2 separate regions of the Mus musculus genome follow, and region 2 is linked to region 1. A link is a contact called in public HiCAR-type data. All regions are on one chromosome and are shown on one strand. The core of a region is the stretch at or near the end of the contact, and the rest is flanking DNA. Distances in the headings are between cores, read along the strand shown. Region 1 has its middle 33 kb from the start of Esr1. Region 2 overlaps Esr1 (estrogen receptor 1 (alpha)).

What was found. HiCAR-type assays count read pairs that join an accessible place to other places.
Region 2: a contact with region 1 is called in a HiCAR-type map of fibro-adipogenic progenitors, with 2.2 times the contacts expected there. The contact joins two enhancer-like sites. A contact is called at or near these places in 2 of 39 promoter capture datasets (the 3T3-L1 cell line and embryonic stem cells), 1 of 15 datasets of contacts at CTCF or cohesin (pro-B cells), 4 of 484 Hi-C or Micro-C datasets (adipose-derived mesenchymal stem cells, embryonic fibroblasts, muscle stem cells and 1 more) and 2 of 115 datasets of contacts at active chromatin or transcription factors (fibro-adipogenic progenitors and large pre-B cells).

Annotation. Positions count from the first base shown.
Region 1 is chr10:4,674,028-4,681,010 of GRCm38.p6, forward strand. It overlaps a transcript of Esr1 not described here. Among named protein-coding and RNA genes, the nearest start is that of Esr1, 33 kb to the right of the region's middle. Within about 2 kb of position 2,659, at least 9 of the 459 cell types and tissues checked have an H3K27ac peak or open chromatin away from gene starts, as enhancers often do. A contact at or near this core is called in fibro-adipogenic progenitors, where this site is marked.
Region 2 is chr10:4,772,762-4,779,752 of GRCm38.p6, forward strand. The region is part of intron 3 of Esr1 (estrogen receptor 1 (alpha)); the gene reads left to right. Among named protein-coding and RNA genes, the nearest start is that of Esr1, 66 kb to the left of the region's middle. Within about 2 kb of position 2,895, at least 51 of the 459 cell types and tissues checked have an H3K27ac peak or open chromatin away from gene starts, as enhancers often do. A contact at or near this core is called in fibro-adipogenic progenitors, where this site is marked.

The sequences.
Region 1 (6,983 bases), core at 1,409-3,908:
TCATCATAAAATGATTGAGAATATCACTTCTTTTTTGCTTTGTACTGTCAGTAATTCCGTTTCCCAAGTCAAATGCAAAGTGTTTATTAGAAATGTCTGACTTCAATGGAGATTTTTAAAGTTAGGAAATTTGAAAAAGTAAACTAAAATATTGGAATTATTAGAAGCATATCTTAGTTTTTAAGTATTGTCTTGCATAACAGCTTGAAATCTCAAATTTACTTTAATAGCAGAACCTAAAGAGTTATGTACAGAAACTTGTAGTGACTTATTCAAGGGTTGGCACAGAAGGAAACCAGGTACCCGAGTATTGTAAGCCTTGTAATTAGTGTTTAATGGAAAGAAGAACACAGCAGGTGTCTCTTCATAAGTATATACACACATATATGAATAAATATGTATGTACATATAATGTACATACATATGTAATATGTATACACACAACATATATATGCCTATATATCTGAATATATATATATATATATATATATATATATATATATATATACACATATATATGTATATATATACATGTCAGATATATATCTGGTTATCAAGTGTTATTTACATCTGAAATGTTTGCTATGGCAATTAGCAGATACAAAATTGGATAAAATCTTACAAATTCTGCTATATTGATAAGCAGTTTTGTACCTTGAGTAGCAATGCAAGACATAGTGATAGATCTCACAATAGTACTGCTCTGACCTCAGAACCGGAATGTGGTAGCCGACATCCTTTAATTATTGAACACCAATTCCAAGCTAAATTTTTATCACAGGAAAATGGTCTGTGCTCAGAAAAGGTCAAAGGTCAACATAGTCTCTTGATCATGGTTTTGATTTACTTAACAAATAAAAATTCTATGTTGGCTTTATTATTGGGTTGAAAAGTGGTCTAATCAACTAAACTATTAGGCTTAAGAATAACACAGACTTGGCCAGACAACCCATATTTTAAGCACTTGCTGGCCACAGGTGGTTGGTGTATGTGAAATGGGATAGCAAGGACATAGGATCCACTAGGTTTAAGATTTTGAAGGCAGTTTTCGTTCCTCTGGAGGCTTGCCACTTCCTCTCCCTGCCCTCCCCACCTCCCACCCTTTCCTACAGACGCTAGTTTGGTCTTTTTCCTGTAGGTGGCAGCACTTTCTTCTTGACGGTATGAGTCCTTTCTCCTTAGAGTCCTGCAGTTTTCGTAGAAAGAATTATATTCTCTAGAAAATTCTTTGGAAGCATAAGTCGGAATATTGTCAGTTCTTTCGTTGTTCTGCCCACTGCTTCAGGAAACAATCCGTTTGCCTCCTCCCCGGAGAGGTGCTCACCGCTTGCTGGGTGTAGAGCGAGGTAGAAGAGAGGTCAGGCGTTCATCCTATCCCTTAGCATTTCCGTGATCTTTCCTGGGCAACCCCTCCCTCGGAGATCAGAATGGACAGGAGGAAGCTTCAGTCTCCCATGCAGAGACAGTATTATCCTATATTTTCACTTTCCACTCGATTTTGTAACTGGGTTTTTCAGAGTTCCACATCAGACATTAAGTGAACCTAATATAATATTTTTAAAATTCGCTTCTTTGCATTTAGAAATACCCTTCCCCATCACGTTGGCGATAAGATTAAGAGACCATTACGTAAGGAATAAAGCACCAAGGAAAGAGATGGAGAAATTCAGTTGGGTTTCCCTAGGACTGGCACACATGCATGCTTACCACAAGAGTCCTGTGTGGAACCCAGCAAACTGTTTGCCGATGTCACGATTCCCTTTGACTGACAGTTTTAAATTACAGGCTCCCTTTTCGGTAATTTTTCCTCATTCTGTTCCCCCAGCACAACCTCAATGCTCTATTTGAATTTTAATCATAATTTTTCTTAGTTTAGCTTCATGCCAACATTGTACTGTACCTGATATAATGAGTTTAAAGTGCTATGCTTTTGACTCAAGGAGAAAAAAAAATCAATGTTTTCTTAATATATTCTTTAATTCTTTTAAGCTTGAGTGTACGAGATGGACTGTTAATGGCTTACAGCAGAGAGAAAAGATAGGAAAGGGGAGCCGTCCATCCAAGCTTGCACATGCCGAGAGCTCTATTAGGACTGTTACCATATATTTGCTTATATTAACTTTTACAAACCACAGAGCACTTTATAAAATGAAGAAACTGGTCTAAGAGCGAAGCCATCCTTGTCATCTTGTAAATGACAGATTTGGCAGAGAAAACTCTGCTGAAGTCCTTTGATGGTTCCTGCTTTCAGTGGCCACTCCTGACAAGGACTCATTGTCTATGAAGGCACCAGAGAACAGAAAATACGGTGTCTGATTTCCATAATCTCCCGAGAGAGCGTCATTCGAAAGGGCCATGTGTCCTTCTGCTTTCTTACCTGTGTTCATCTCCAAAATGTAGCAACCGCTCAAAAATGCACTTTCACTTTTCTCTTTATTCTTAATAATCATATTCACCTTCCCATACACACAGTGCTCAATTTTACAACTTTCTTCTCTCCATTCATCAGGGTAGGACAGCTACAGAATAAAGGACTCTATAAACCTCAGCTTAAGACCAAGTTTATTCTTCTGTCATAGAAATTCTAGTGCAAACATTCCCCACCTGCTTTCCCAAGTGACTCTTTATACTGGGTGACTCAGGGGACCACACCCCTCATCTGGACTTAGTTTATGTCTTGGACCATTTGGACTGTCATGGGAAGGCTGTGAACGTCTTCCCAGAGTGGTGTTCCTAACTGAAGAAGAAGACCAGGATATAATGTTAATTTCAAATTAGTGGTAAGTAAATATATTTCAAGGAAGGATCATCAAGTATGCGTGATTTGAAAGACAAGCAAGGGAGAGACAGCTCCTGGACACATTCTTTTAACTGGACAAATTCCAGTTAAAAGTTAGGAAGAATGAAGACAGTTTTTTTCCTTATCCAAAGTTCATGAGACTCCCTGAACTGTACAGGCCCAAAAGTCCGGTTATTGATTATACAGTGACTAAAACTTTCTTACAAAGGCCTCAACTGGATCTTATACAAGGAGTCAAATGATAAGCCCTGTGGGACAATCGACTTTTTTTTATTAGATATTTTCTTTTTTTTTTTTAAATTAGGTATTTTCCTCATTTACATTTTCAATGCTATCCCAAAGGTCCCCCATATTAGATATTTTCTTTTTTTTTGTTTTTTTGTTTTGTTTTGTTTTTTTGTTTTTTGTTTTTTGTTTTTTTTTTGTTTTTTTCCGAGACAGGCTTTCTCTGTGTAGCCCTGGCTGTCCTGGAACTCACTTTTGTAGACCAGGCTGGCCTTGAACTCAGAGATTTGCCAGCCCCTGCCTCCTGAGTGCTGGGATTAAAGGTGTGCACCACCATGCCCGGCTCTAGATATTTTCTTTATTTTCATTCTATCAGATAGAAACACAAGAATTTTAGTTGTAAAAAGAAGTAAGGAAAAATTAAGCTCTTGCCAAATCCTATCCTCTTCACAGTTATCTCTTGAAGACCTTTAATGTGGATTTTGCCTGATTTCTTTGTATGGAGTTGTTTTATAGTTTTCAATACAGTGTATCACTTATTATGCTTTTAAAAATATTACATTTTAATTTATTGATGTTGCGTGTGCATTGCACGCATCAGAAGACAACTTGCAAGGGTCGGTTTTCTCATTCCACCATGTGGCAACTTTGGGGCCTTGGACTTGGGTCCTCATTCCTGGCAGCAGGTGTCTTAACTCACCAAGTAGCCATATTGTCAACCCTGAGTTACATTTCTCAACTTTTGATTACCTTATATATCCTTTTAAGTGTATCTCCTCAGCATTAATTCAGTGCAATGACATACAGTGTACATGTAATCACTGGAACTTATTCAAGTCGTTGTTTTGTTTTGTTTTGTTTTGTTTTAAATAACACATAGGTTAGGTCTTCACTTCCTCTGCAAAGACTCTGCCTGCATTTTGCTTTTAGGAGATTCCTAGAGCAAAGATTCCTGGGTCTAAAACTGTGCATACCACCAGCACACAGTGGGTAGTAGATAGACGCTTGTGTGTGTATTATCACTATTTCCTATTTCCATGATGCCTTTGCCAGGTTGTGGTGGTCGACACATACCAATCCCCACCATTTTAAACAGTGGCACTCCAGCTTTATGTATTACGTTTGGATCTTGCCAAGCCTATATATGGAAGATAGCAGAGGGAGCCTATGTTTTGAAGTTACAGTTTCATGATGTAGTCTTGGTTCTCAGAGAACCGATGGTCCTATTTAATTTACACAGCCTTCTTAAGCACCAGCCCAGTGGAGGAACATTTGCAGAGTAAGAAACGGAAATAAATGCAGTCTTTCACTCTGCCACCCCATGACTTTCACAGGAAGAATTCTTTCAGCACAAGTAAGCTTAAGGTTAAGTTTATTTGCAAATGGGAAATCCTTCTTCTTGGTAATCTTAAAGACTGGTTAGTATACTCAGTGCTCTCCCCAAAGCTTGTACCACCCCCTTCCTCAATAGCCTCCTGTTCACAAGAAGAGAGATCAGTTAGTGTGCACGTCAGCACACACACAACAAAGCCGAATTGTTTTTGACAATTAGAAATTCAGCTCACAAAGCAGATGTTCCAGATGTGGCGTGCAGCAGGCTAGAATCTCTGGCTGATTGATCCGTTGACTTAATGTTATCAAAGCTCTGGGTTGCTTTCAGCTTTCTACTCTGCTGTGTTCCCTGTATCTATTGTATCCCAGGTGGGGCCACCACACTGTCATAGGATGTCCCCACCAGTCTCTAGAAACATGGTTTTGGTTCACGTTCACAAGAGGACATGATTAAGTTGCAAAAAGCACGGGATGTTAGTAGTCCCATTTGGTCTGATGAATTCAGCTAAAGTGAAGTTCTCATCCCTGGACCAAATAATGGTCTGGATATATCAGAGTCTCCATCTGAAGACTTTACAGTCAGGGTGGTGCTAAGTTTAGGTTGCTATAAAATGTCCCCATGAAGATGTCCAAGTGGGAGCTGCATTCCCATGGCGACATTCCTGTCAGTCAGTGTGCTTCCAAGAAAACAAGATCTGGAGTCCTTTGAACAGGGATAAGAGATGGCTGTGAGATGTAAGGATATTTCTTAGAGAGGACTTGGAAATAAGATTTCTGGGGAGAACTCAGGTTATGTTGTCTGGGCGGACTAGAGCCAGGCAGTGGCATGTAGGTCTGTCAAAGAAGTTTTTGCTTCTGTGATGAGCTGAGATGATTTTTCGTGGCAGTCTAATGGATATGAATGCACTCTTAATTATTCATTTATAAATAAGATGATCATGGAACACTTGCCATATTTCTCACAGCTGAACTTAGAATGTTAATGAAATTAAAATTGGAAAACAATTCTGTTGGGAGAGATTTTATTATAAACATTTATTAAATTAGGGTAAAGCACTCTTGAAAATTTTATTATATTATTATTTTATGATATATTATTTTATTGTATGTAATTATAAATATGGTTACATGAATTGTGAGGCATAATTTTCACTGTTTTTTTTTCCAGAGACAGGGTTTCTCTGTGTAGCCCTGGCTGTCCTGGAACTCACTTTGTAGACCAGGCTGGCCTCGAACTCAGAAATTCACCTGCCTCTGCCTCCCAAGTGCCGGATTAAAGGCGTGTGCCACCACTGCCTGGCTAATTTCCACTGTTTTTTAATAACACTCCAGTTATTGCACATAATTGATATGTAACTGTAACTAATACTTAATTTAATATAACTATCACTAAATATAAAACTGGAGAAAAGAATATTAAATGACAAAGAAGATAGAGGATTAAGCTTAGGTCACCGGCTTTATGTGAGAAGTGATTTATCTATTGAATTGTCTCTTCAGCCTCCTATGTCAAACTCTTAAACAAAAATACCTTTGAGATAACTAATTTTGCATAAATGATCACGTTTAATTTTGTTATCATTATTCTAGTTGAGTCTGGCGTTTATTAAATATTCTATCATAATAGGTCCTGGACAGATGACAGGCAGGGATCTATCTTCATTACAAATTGCACCTGGAGATGGTTAGTTTGAAGCAAAAGGGAACAACAACAACAAAAAAGATGTGAATATTCAGAGTGGAAAGAAAAAAGTTTGAAGAAGAGAGAAAAAAAAAAGAGAGAGAGAAAGGGCTGGAAGAGGAAAACAGAACCAGTCAAAAACGTAAGGAAAACCCTCAGCGAGTAAGATTCCCTAGATATGTATGAATTCACCAGAGCTGTCTGGGGAAGTATGGAAAGTCACTGGGAAATAGTGTACAACTTATTTGCTTAAAATTTTCAGTTAATGCACTTTTGCAGCATTTTGCCGATAAACGACTCTCACTTTGCACTTTATTTCGAGGCAGAGCTGTTTTTCTTTGTCCCTCCTTCCATCCCTGGACATACTTTGTATTGCTCAAGAGCTATAGAATTGTATCCATGCCTATTGTTGCCCCGCTGACAGGAATTCACATAATTGAAAGCGTTTATCCTCTCTTAGTAGAAAAATTGAGCACTTGGACATAATGAAAGCCCCCATCGTTGTCCAAGGCACAGAAAATGCTGTTCCGTCAGCTTTGTTCTAAAGTTTCCACTTTCCCAGGACAACCTGTTGAAAATGGAGCCCAGCCCCAGACACTCAGGCATGTCTCGCTGCAGGCCTGGTGTCCAGGCTCACAGAGATATACTTTGCTACTTTACCAGCCATAAAAAAAAAAAAAAAAAAAAAAAAAAAAAAAGCAAAGCAAAGCAAAGAAAGCCCCCAGAGCCCCAAAGCCCCAAACAAAACCAAAACCAAACCAAGCCAAGCCAAACCAAATACATCCAAAGGAACAGGGAGTGGTAAGAAACAGCATCTTATGGAGGTACTAAAGAAATTTACAGTGCAGGTGTCAAATAGAGTCTCCTTACTGAGTAAGCAGAGGTGATTGCCACATTTAAATATGTATGTTGCCATATTCAATGGAGAACAGTGATTACCCCCTT
Region 2 (6,991 bases), core at 1,645-4,144, 99 kb after region 1:
ATGAGGTCCCCTTTGTTGTTAGTCTCACTTCCTAGGCCTTTTCCCACACCTGTATTTTGAATGCTATTGCCTATGTTTTTTTTTGTTTTTTGTTTGTTTGTTTTGTTTTTTGTTTTTTTTTTCTTTTCCTGGCAGTTTTATCATTTCTGGTTTCAAACAATTATTTTCATTCTAAGGCCAGATGCAAACTATTAGTTCGTGTTAGGTTGTTTTGAGGGAGTCAACTGTATGTCTCAGACAGTTTATACAAGTATGCCATAATTCTTGGCTATTTAAAAGGTATTTGGATACAGATTTTGAATATTTTGAGACTGGCTGGTTTTGTTAGGCACTAGTAGAATTTCCAGCTCTGAAAGTAGCATTATCTGATTGGCTGATTGTGGTAGGTTTTTTGTTTGTTTGTTTTGTTTGTTTGTTTTTTTGATTTTTGTTTTTTGTCTTTGCCAGGATAAAGAGTTTCAGTGCCATTTATACAAAATACAACCTTACAAGATATATGATCCAAAGACAATTACTTAAGGGCAAAACCACTGTTTTATTACTAAGAAATGATAGGTTATAATAGACTTCTTTGAGGGTGTTTTCTTCCAAATACTGTTCTAAAAAAGTTGAGCAGTGGTGGTCTGGAGATTTAGTGCCTAATAATCATAATGTTTGTGAGCATTCAATGGGTACTTGTCCTGCCCAAGGCTGTATGTTATTCATCATCTCATTTAACTCTCCCCAAATTTATGGTAAATCAGCACTCTGATTTATCCTTATTTTACAGATGAGGAAACTAAGGTATAGGAGAAAGAAAGTCAATATAGAAACCAATTAGTTTGACTACAGAACCTGATGTTTAGCATAGGGATTTATTGCTTCCCACAGGGATAGGATATTTCTAAAAGGGATGTTACAAGTGAAGAGGACCACTAGGCTTTAGCTGACTCTTTGTGCCCATAGGCTAATGAGCAGCAGAAGTGGACATAGTTGTTTGTAACTATTCTGATTGCTCAGGGGAAATGAAGCTGTTACCAGGTAATGAGCTGAGTCTAGGATGCTCCATTGTGCCTTCTTGCCCAGTGTAGGGCAAAAGTGAAGGATTCTTTATGTTCTACAGTGAGGAGATTAAAAAAAAACAAACAAACCAAAAGATGGGCACTGGGTCATCTTAAAGCACCGGGCAAACTGGCAGGCTTGGAAGGGCAGTAAGTGAATACTGTCCCCAGTGGAGGGCTTTGTGACCCACTGGACCTGGGCAGCTTAGATGCTCCACCTGCATTTCAGTATCTGAAGAGCCCACACTTTCTCCTATTCTGTGGGTGGCTTCTTCTTGCTTAATAAGGTTCTGATGGTGAAGTTCATTGCTTAGCCCATGGGGGGCAGAGCAGAGGGATGAGGACAAAGAACCGGAAAAGAAATGGAAGCTACTGATGCTGGCCTAGCATTGTTCCGAAAGAGAAATGTTCACTGCCTCTTTGCTGATCAGTTAAAAAAGCGCATCAAACAAATATAGAGGGCAAAGGTTAAGCAGCACAACATGGTGTTTGATGAAGAATGAACTTTTTGTCAGTCTCAAAAAGTCTTCTTGGGTGGTCTGGATGCCCAGGAGGGTATGTTCCAACGACAAGCCTGTGTTTCCTGGGTGACCATCACGTTTACTCTTTACCAGGCTTCTGGGCCACCACGACATACCTCACAGAAATTGTCTCTAGGCTTGAGGACTCTGCACACCACCCTGGCTGAAATTCACAGGCCAATCAACCCATGTTTCTTTATGCATCCTTTAACTCTCCAGTGGCCACAAGATGAACAAAAACTTTGCACGTGTTGACCACACCTGTTATTTCTTTTTCTTCTTTACTCTCTTGAAATTACTTGTAGAATTGAAGTATTATTTATTAAAAAGGAGGGGTTTTTTTCCATCCACAAGAGCATGGGGTAATCTTGAGGCTATTGTGCTAAGTGTTAAAGAAAGAAAAATGGACAAATTGATTTACTCCAATAGTCAGACACAATTGTTGAGGTTGAAAAAGTAGATTAGCCGGTCTCCTTATTTTTGAAGAGGTCGCAGTCAAGTGAAGAAAATCAGTAATGCCTGCACCATTGCTACAGATGTGCTAAAGAAGTCCCTATTTGTGGAATCTTAAATGCCCGACTTTCCTGTCCTTCCTTTTCATTGGAATGTCTATGCAGAGTTGTGCCTACAATAGAATTTCGGCGAGACTCTCAAAGATCGGTGAAATTCTTAGTTAGCACTTAGTAAATCAGGAATCCATTTTTTTTAAAGGGTCCCAGCAGTTTGAAGGACCTCCATATCTCCATACTCTGCACTAATCTGATCTCAGCCAACAATCTTTTCCTCTCTCCCTAAAGCATTAAAATGACCCTGAGCTGGAGCACAAGCTTATCTTTGACTGTGTGGAACCAGACCACGTGGCAGAACCTGCTCAGGGTCTCTGGGTTTTATCCTGTCTCTTAGATTGCAAGAACATTTTCTCTTCCTTCTCTCTCAGGAAGAGAATACTTTGAAATTCTTTCTACCAGTTCTGGCCATCAGGGTTTTATCTTTAAAGGAGTTGATGTGGTAAGAAAGCTTGGAGAACTTTCTGGAAGCAAAAAGTACAAAGAAGGAAGGCCAGGACATTTGGGGAATGCTGCCTGCCTTTGAATTAGTCACCCCGATGGTTACACCATCTCCTCCTTTGTTTCAATCTTATCTAACACTCATCTTTTTCTTTGTTCATCCCCCTACCCAGTCCTTCAGACCTTCTAAAATCTGGTCTTGGGGCAAGGCACCATGTTCTCAGGGTGTTCAAAACCCTGTGCTGGATATTATAGGAGCAGGAGGAGCCATTTCAGAAGGTCCTATTCTGGACTGCACACTAGCATTTCCTTGTGTGTAGAGCTAGGAGATGCATTGTTGAAAGCGACTCATTGTCTCCAGGGTACTGTGGTGAGGTGGTGGTCACTGATCCCATCATGCTTTGTCGCAGCTGTTGGCTTGATTCTGTGCCAGGTGCTTGAAACAACTGTGGCTTTGCAGATGGGCTACAGAGACTGGACCCAAAGGTATCACGTCAACATGTTCAGTCAATTGGGGTCTTATAAGGACAGAGAGAATTTCTTCTGACTTCACTTTTTATGAAGAAAAGGAGACTTTCCAGGGCTGTTGTCTTTCCTAGAATTCCTTCTTTCAAAACATCTTTGGGGAATATAATTGGATATTAGTAATACTTTCTGGTTCATTTAAAAAATAAAAGCAAAATGCAATTTATAGGTGGGTGTTGCTTCTGGTAAAATTAATTAAAAAGAACTCGTGTGAAAATAGAATTTGGGATGCATGATTAAGCATCCTGGATTTCTTTTTCTTTTTCTTTCTCTCTCTCTCTCTCTCTCTCTTTTTTCTTTTTGTGCATGCTGCTACGTACAGATGTGGTTGTGAAATAGTTCAAATCAGGGCCCACTGAATGTCCTCACTGGACTTTTAGGAATGTGTGCACTGAGGCAGCCAAATTTTATTTCATTTGGTTTGGCTCATTGCACTGGCTGTGAATCAGAAAGTATTCATTTTAATATCTGAGTGGAAATTTATTTACAAACACACGGCTACAGTTATTCTTTCAAAGGGCTTAAAGTTTTTGTTTAATTTCCTCAAAAATTTGCTTTCTAGTTTTTCTTTCCATCTGGAACTTGTGACAGAATATGTTGAAGAGGTTTTTCTAGAATAAAAAAATACATGTCCTGACGCACAGATAAATGTAATCTTTCGTGTGGTTTATCTTTCCTGTTTGGTGGCAACGACAGAGTTCAGAATTGGTCTGGAGATGATTACATTGCTGATTCTGAAATGCTTTTCAAAGATAAAGTGATTTATTTAGCTGTTACATTATTATTATAAGCATAATTTAATGCTTAAGTGTTCTGAGTTAATATTGAGTTCTTTCTTCTTAGCCAATCATGGCAGTATTCTAAAAAGAAAAAAAAATTAAAGAAAAACCCAAAGACCCACGAATGAGACAGATCTGCATTTTAATGATGGTTCTACCATCTATCAGCCAAGAGACCTTGAACAAGTTAGTCAGATCCCTGGCGTCTCAAGTTATGACTCTGTAATTGGAGCAACCCAGCTCATTGTTTGTGATATTGAGATGAGACACAGAGCTGAACCCACCAAGCACATTGCTAGTTTATGAGAAGCCCATGGCGTATGCTGCTAGTTAGTCAGTCCTTGGCCACAGAGATTGTCACATAGAACTGAATCAGAATAGGATCAATCAATCCAACCTTGATTCATCTTTCTGCTTTCTCACATCGATACTTAGGACAGCTCCAAGTTTGTTTTACAAAAACCATACACAACAAAAATGTACTAGTTCAGCCATTGAAAGTGGATTTAGGTTCATTTAGGATTTAGGTTCATTTAGGATTTAGGTTCATTTATGTTGTATGAGCAAAAATTGTATGAGAAGATTGAAACTGTGCCTTTTAACCAATAACTCCCTCACTTCTCTGAGGATTCTTTCACCATGGTGTGTCTCTGTGAGTGTGACTACTTTAGGTACTTCATGTACACAGGGTCACTTTTATCGTTTGTGTCTGACTTCTCTCACTCAGCATTATGTTTTCCAGATCCAACCATGCCATAGTATACATTAGAATTTCAATGTTTTTAAAAGCATAATGTTAATTCTATTACATTTATATACCACCTTATGTGTATTTATTTAAGTCAGTAGACCCTGAGTTTTCTCTGACTTTTGTCTGTTATGAGTAACATTGCCTTGTCTGTGGACATACACATACACATATCTGTTTGTATTCCTGCTTTCAATCATATGTATATGTGTGTGTATGTGTATGTATAAGTATGATAGAGCCTAGGGCATTGTTTTAGATTTATCTCAGTTGCTGTGATAAAACACTGAACAAAAGCAACTAAGGGCAGTAAAGGATTTATTTTATCTAATGGGTTGCATCAGTAAGAGATGGCAGGGCAGGGACTCAAGCAGTAATTCGAAGCAGAAACCAGGGAGGAATGCTGCTTGCTGACTTGCTGAAAGGCTTATGCTTAGCTAGCTTTCTCAGGACATTTTAGCCCAGGGAATGGTGCTGCCCACAGTGGGCTGGGCTCTCATATCAATTAACAATCCCCCACCCCCAGACGTGCCCACAGGCTAATCCGATCTTGGCAATCCCTCAGCCTCCAAGTCTTTCACTCACTGAGTGTGCACCTGAAAGGAGAATTACTGAGTATTTTGCCTCCAATTCCATGTCTTGATTTTATTTCATATTATTTCATTGACAACTATCTGCTTGACAGCTGGTTGATGTCTTACTGAACCCTCCCGACATGTTTAGAACTGTTCTACACCCCCTCTTCCTGCCCTCCCTCATGAACCAGATCCTCCTCCTGATTAACAGGAAGGCAATCTTTAGGGCGTCCTGGAGCAAAGCAGGAGCCTTTCACTTCCTCCTTCTTACCTCCTCCTCTTTAATCCCAGATATGTGCTAATCGGTTTAAACCTTCACATCTTTTTAGCTTCTTGTGCTTTACTACTTAAAGATGATTAATAGCTATTTTGATATGAATTCTTCTAGGGCATAATTATGAATACTTCTTCTAATCCTTCATTTTTTTATGTCAGTCATTCCCACACTCCTACATTCACTTAAAAATCTGTTGAAATCTTCCCACCTCGTTACATTCCTTGACAGTCTTCCTTTTCTCTTGTTGGTGGTCCCAGCAGCGCTGTTTGAGCCTGGTTCTCAGTTTTGCCTGGCCTCTCTCATAGCATTTTCTTCCTTTGGTACTAGTGATTGATGTGTGTGAAACTCCTAGAATGAAACTCCACTCAATGGGCTGGAGTACACTCAGGAATTGCCCCACTTTCTTCAGGATGTAAGGCAGGGTAGTACCCATGATTCTATGTAAATCATATTCAGATACTTGGCCTGTGGCTCTCATCCAAATAATGTCATTTTTTTATCCCAATGTCCAATATAAGTTTGTTTTGATACATCTTGCATATTTTCAAAGTACAGGCAGTGAGTGACATCAGCTTGGCTATGTTAGTTCCCTGTTATTCTTTCTAATGCACAAGCATCCTTGATCTCAGAACCCTCATTGGTCAGAAGCTGAGAACCCTACCATAATTGCCAGCAGGGAAACAGATGCTGTTCTTGGACAAAGAGCTTGTTGGACAAGTTGAGCCTTCAGTGTATGAAGGTTGCAGGGATGGGTCAGTTCAATCTCTAATGGGAGGGAGACCTTGATTCAAAATCCATCTGTTTTGCTGGGTGGCTCTGAGCCACTTGAAAACCTTTACACAATCCTACAACAGTAAAATGTGGATTAATATAATTCCCTTTTCATAAAGTCGACAGGGGATTGAATCAAGCAATCCATGCGTTATATAGCACTTGGAACATCATGCTCAGAATGGAAGAAGCTGGTTTTCATGGAGCGAATGATCAAATGAGCTTTGTGAAAGGGTCTCCTTCCTCCCTCTTCTCCTTCTTCCCTCCCCCCTCCTCTGTCTTCCTTTCTCTCCCTCCTTCCTTCCCCTCCCCCTTTCTCCTATCCTTCCTGCCCCTCCCTTCCTCTCTCCTTCCCTTTCTCCTCCCTCTCTTCCTCCCCCTCTCCTTCTCTTTTCTCCTTCCTCCCTCTTCCCCTCCCTCTTCCTCACCTTCTCTTCCTTTCTCTCCCCCTCCTCTCCTTCCCTTTCTCCTCCCTCTCTTCCTCCCCCTCTCCTTCTCTTTTCTCCTTCCTCCCTCTTCCCCTCCCTCTTCCTCACCTTCTCTTCCTTTCTCTCCCCCTCCTCCCCTTCTCCTTTCTCTTCTCCATCTCCCCCTTTCTCCCTTTCCTCTTCTCCATCCCCCATTCCTTTTCCCCTTCTCTTATCCTTTCGCTCCCTCCTCCTCACCCCACGCTGTAATTGTAAGTCCAAATAAACTCTTTCTTCTATAAGTTGCTTCTGATTATGGCATTTTAGTACAGTAACAAGTG